Linked DNA regions of Muntiacus reevesi: region 2 is linked to region 1. Evidence: chromatin contacts called from public Hi-C data. All regions are on one chromosome and are shown on one strand. Each heading gives the region's core, a stretch centred on a gene start, on an enhancer-like site or on the middle of the called end of the contact. The rest is flanking DNA. Distances are from core to core; before and after follow the strand shown. Region 1 holds the start of MDN1 (midasin AAA ATPase 1). Region 2 holds the start of LYRM2 (LYR motif containing 2).

The links. Hi-C and Micro-C count contacts between places; a contact is called where the count stands out from the background.
Region 2: a Hi-C map of blood shows a contact between it and region 1, with 2.1 times the contacts expected there. The contact joins the promoter of LYRM2 here to the promoter of MDN1 in region 1. A contact is called at or near these places in 2 of 3 Hi-C or Micro-C datasets (blood and muscle).

Annotation. Positions count from the first base shown.
Region 1 is chr19:56,446,626-56,449,376 of mMunRee1.1, forward strand. It overlaps MDN1 (midasin AAA ATPase 1), which reads left to right and starts at 1,373. Exons shown (of 102, transcript XM_065911704.1): 1 at 1,373-1,635. The coding sequence starts at 1,534.
Region 2 is chr19:56,587,643-56,590,393 of mMunRee1.1, forward strand. LYRM2 (LYR motif containing 2) reads left to right here and starts at 1,409. Exons shown (of 3, transcript XM_065911706.1): 1 at 1,409-1,535; 2 at 2,031-2,171. The coding sequence starts at 1,491.

The DNA.
Region 1 (2,751 bases), core at 123-2,622:
AACTCAGGGATCAGAACCCCACCTCCTGCGTTGGCAGGCGATTCTTTACCATTGAGCCACCTGAGAAGACCTTGGAACACAGTACTTCAACATATATCCTCAATTTTAAAGAAAAAATCAAATAAACAAATTACGGCTTTTGTATCTATCAGAGTATCCACCACACAGGGGAAGATAATGAAATAGTTCCATCACCTTAGGAAGTGCCCTTAGGCCCTTCTCAGTCCAATACCCCCAAAAGCAACCACTGGTCTGACTTTGTCATTATTTTGGCTTGTTCATAAATGAATTTGACATAAACTTTTAATTTTATGTACTCTTCTACTCCACTCTTCACAGTGCCTTCAGAATATTCAGTGTCTTATATACCACTCTTTATTTCATTCCCATGTCAATGAAAATAATCAATAATCTATAAGAGAATAGAAACAAGTTTTATTTCAGCCAAACTAAGGAATAGCCCAGAAGCCAGCTTCCCAGATTACTCTGTGAAGCTGCTCCAGAGAAGCATGGGTTCCAGCACAATTTTATATCTTGTCAAAACAAGGAACATTAAATAAGGCATGGTTACAGTTCATCAAGGTTTAACACACACACACACCAGCAAGTATATGAGTCCGCATGGCCTTGGCACTTGGAAAAGGAAGTCTTATCATCAAAGTAGGACCAGCATTAGCCTCCCAGAAAGAAAGGCATTTAATCTTTATTTTTACCATAGACATTCTTTACTCCTTGTCAGTGCGCTCTTCTCTTTAATAATTAAAGCACATATACAATTTATGTTTGCTAGGCCACAAAGAGGCTATTTTCCTTAACATAAAATTCACCTTAACTCATATATAACCCAAAATGACTTTTCTGTATCTCAACACGTGAAAGTTTCTTTTATCACCCATCTTAACACTTATATCCAATATTTATAAAAAAAAAAAAAAAAAACTGCTGCAAGGGCTATCTATGCTTGTTACACTTGTGTGTGAATTTCCACAGGGCAACCGTCTAAAAGGGGGAATTGATGGGTTAGAGGAGGTAAATCTGCTTTTCATTCCTAGCTGATCTCTTTGCCTGCTGAGGCAGAAGGAGGCATGGCGGGCTGAGGATCGTAGGCACACGGCCCTAGGGGCCCCCTAGCTTCTCCTGAATTGCTGTCACGCCACTCTTTGTCGCCGTATCTCCCATCACTGTAACCGTTAGCCTCCACCAGCAAAAGCTAGTTCTGGAGGAGTCTATGCCGGAACTGTATAGACACTGCCGGCCCGCGTTTCCGGTGTCGAGGAGGCGGGGCCGCCATCGCCGGTCGGCGCGGTCGCGGGCTGATGATGCAGAGCGCCGCGGGCTGATGATGCAGAGCGCCGCGTGCTCCCCCCACGTGTGCTGCCGCCGCCGCTCTCTAGGTACCAGCCGAGCAGCGGCAGCCGCTTTCTCTGGAGACGTATTTGGTGGCAGTTCCGGCGCGGGTACCTCAGCGGCTTGGGGGTTCTTAGCGCGAAGCAAGGAGCGCCGGTGGCCGCCCGGGGCGGAGGACCCGTGATCATGGAGCACCTCTTCCTGGAGGTGGCGGCCGCGCCGCTGCGGTTAATCGCTGCCAAGAACGAGAAGAGCCGCAGCGAGCTGGGCAGGTTCTTGGTCAAGCAGGTAAGAGGAGGAGCGGGAGGGAAAGAGTTGGGTCGGCCCCACCACCTCCTGGCGCGTGCCCCATGGCCCTGCGCGAAGACGCAGGGGACCGGAGAGCGGCGTCTTGTCACTCTGGCCCGCTCCCCAAGGCTGGTCAGTGGCGGAGGCGTCCGAGCCCATCTGAGGAGCCTGGAGGGAGCCTTTTGTTTTTCTGTGGGAGAGTCTTCCCTTCTCTCCACCGATTTATTTCCTTGGAGCACCCTGGCTGTGTGCGCCAAACGTGACCTTCAGAGAAAAGCGTGGTTTTGGGGTTTTTTTTTTTTTATAATTGAGGTTGCGTGGTTGCCCTTTTGACGTTTGTATTACTTAAGCGTGCCGGGTCCAGCCACCTCTGTTAGCCTGGCTGGATGGATGTCTCCTTTCTGCCTTGTTCTGACTTTCCTGCCCACTGACAAGTATTGATTGTATTCCTGCTGGGAGTAAGACACAGTTGTGGCACTTTGCGGATACAGATAAACTCGTTATGGTCTCAGACCCCCAGGTATTTCGTGTCTATTTTTGGAGACGCTCATAAGCACAGACTACAACTGATGGGCAGAGCGAGACGGCGAGGGCATAACTCGTAAAGCCATAGGGATTATGAATTAGTTTTCTGGAAGATGGGTGCTCTGGCCTGTTAAGAGCCTTCTCTCGTTGACCACGCGCTATCTGAGTTGAGGATCCTTAGCACACATTTTTTTCACCTGGCATTTTAACTGTCTATTTTATGTTTCCCCACCACACCTGTGAGCTTGAGAGTAGGAGGAAAAAAAAAATTTTTTTTTTTTTCTAACTCCGGTATCTGGAACATATATATCCTATTGCTAAGGAAGAAACAGCACTTTTTCGGGTCTGGATAGACCGGGAGCTAACAGGAGAGGCATATCTGATGACAAATTGAACGTGTATAGCAAAGGGGAGGGAGTAGTGGAAGATATGCCTGGGGTTATCTGGCCTGTGATTTCCCCCAAGGAAGGGATCATTAACATTAACGGAGAGGTCTGGAAAGAAAACTGAGTTTTGATGGGCTGGACTGATGAAAAAATCAATTTATATGAGCTGAGCTTGTGGTGACAGGCTCCTGAACTATGTATTATG
Region 2 (2,751 bases), core at 159-2,658, 140 kb after region 1:
AAGAAGAAGGCGCCCCCCTGGCAGGAGCCTTGACAGCATCTCTAATACTACCTTAGACGTATGTCTTCCTACCCTAAGAGTGATTCTGAAAACAGAAGGCATATATGACAACAGCATTTCCAGTGTCTGGCTTAAGGGGATGTTTCTGGATGAAAAGAAGAAATAGTATAAAAATGTCTGTTCTCACGTTACTTTATAGATTAAGATTCTAAGATGATCTAAAGGAAAGTGACAAAACATCTGTAAAGGTCATACAGAAGGTTAATAGACACTTCCAAGATAATACAGAATAGTATTACTGCTTCATGAAAACAACAAAAACCTGGATGAAACAGCTGTAAGGGTTACTCAGACCCTAAAAGAATTTACCAAGACCATCACAAAGCCCAGGAAGATGAATGAGTGGTTAATAGTGCTGAAATTATAGTTTACAACTGGAAAAGAACTTATATCCCCAATATGCTATAAAACAAAATTCCAGGTGGAGTAAATATTTTAAACATGAGCAATGAAAATTTTTTAAGAATTAAAGAGAGAAGGTGAAATTGAAAAGAATCAAAATATAGAAAATAAAGACAGTGTGTAGTGACAAAGCTATATAAAAAAGATCAAAATTTTTGAAATATGGCAAACTGCATATAAAATTAGAATAAAAGTCTAGGTAGTCATAAAGGGACCAAAGTCATAACAATTCACAAAATAAGTGTAACTGAAAGTGACAAGGGATATTTCACTAATAGTTAAAAGGAAAAAAAAGTGAATTGTTAATTAGTAGACAAGTTTTCAGGCTTTGCCTGCATGCAAGAGACTCGGGTTTGATCCTTGAGTCAAGAAGATCCCCTGGAGCAAATGGCAACTCACCCCGGTATTCTTGCCAGGGAAATGACAGGGACGGAGGAGCCTGGTGGCCTACAGTCCATGGGATTGAAAAAGGGTGGGTTATGGCATCACCATTATTCACACAATGCCTGGTAGTGGCCATCAGGGTGCTTACATGAGCTCGTATCTGTTCTCAGGGCGCTACATACAATACTACAGTGACAACTCCGGTAGATGCTATCGTTTCACTTTAGAGATGAGAAAACAGGCGGGTACACACACACAAGTACACAACTAGGGCTAGGATTCCAAGTCAGCAAATCAAGTAGGGATGCCCAGGGAACCAGCCGGTAACTACTGAACATTTAAGGCCGTATTTTAATTCGGAAGTAGGAGGGATTCACTAACCTCTTCCAGTTAATACAAGCTAAGCGCCTACAGAGTGTACTGACCCGAGCACGCAGGAACCGTTACCCCATTTCTCTGAGGGAAAACAGGCGAAGACAAAGCGAAACTGCCTCGGGCTTCCCTTCGGACCAATGGAGCGCCGGGTTCTTCAGGGGCGCACGCGCAGCAGGCCGTCTCCCAGGAAACCGGCTTCGCCCCGCCCCGCCACCCCCACTTCCGCTCCTGCGCGCCGGGGCTTCGGGGAACCGCGCTGTCGGGACGACATGGCCACCTCCCGCCTGCCCCCAGCGACGCTGACGCTCAAGCAGGTACCAGCTGTTCTCGCGGGCCTCTCACGGCAGCACTTCTGGGTCTGAGCTCGATTCTCCACCGCTCCCTCCACCCCTCCTCTAGAGCGGGCCTGAGGGACGACGGGAGGAAGCCCCGAGGCGCGCCGCCCGCTGATTGGCTGGGGCTGGGGGCGGGGCCTCGCGCCGGGACGGAAGGCGCCGCGGGGCGGGCCGCTCTCGGTTCGCTGAGGCGAGAGGCTGGCAGCGGTCTGCTCTCCAGCCCGGCTACGTCGTTGCCTGCTGACGCACTGTAAAGACTCCTCTGTCGCTTGTACCCTTTAAGGGTTCCTGTATTTGACAAAGGAGTAAACAGTCCAAGTAAATTTCTTGCCGTTTTCTTAAGGGGAAAAATGGTTTTCTTTCCTCTTTTTAAAATTGAGGACCAAAAAAAAAAAATTTGAGGACCAAAGAGAAAAGAACCCACTGAACTCACGATTGTGCAGCTGTAATTGCGGTTTCTCCTCTCCTGTGCAGTTCGTAAGAAGGCAACAGGTTCTCCTCCTCTACAGAAGGATTTTGCAGGCCATTCGGCAAGTTCCAAATGATTCTGATCGCAAATACCTGAAGGACTGGGCAAGAGAAGAATTCAAAAGAAACAAAAGTGCCACGGAAGAGGTGAGACCAAGATCACTAGTGAGGGAAGACCCTGACCCTTTTGTACTGATTAGTGAGTGTTTTTTTTTTTGTAAGTTTATACGATATCTTGGAATATCTACTGAAATACCGCCAGGCTCCTCTGTCCATGGGGTTCTCCAGGCAAGAACACGAGTAGGTTGCCATGCCCTCCCTCTCCAGGGCATCTTCACAACCCAGGGGTCAAACTCTCTTCACTTAGGTCTCCTGCATTGGCAGGCGGGTCTTCACCTGGGATGCTTGATTACTGAGCTCTTATAAAACTTTAGTAGCTGTCTTGGAATATGTCACTGAAATGATATATCTTGATCATTGCTCTCAATTCACTGGTTTTTCACTTAACTGGTATTTTAAATTTTAAAGTGTTTGTTCTGTCTACACTCTACAGTGGCATCACCCAACTTTTCTGTTAAACCAAATATCTGCATGCACACACACAAAAAGAGATAAATATTACAGCATGGTGGTTTGGGAAGTATGTTTGGGATATATGAAAGCATGTCAGACAATGTACACCCCTGATGGTTAATTCTGGGCTTTCCTAAAGTACAGCGGTTCCAGT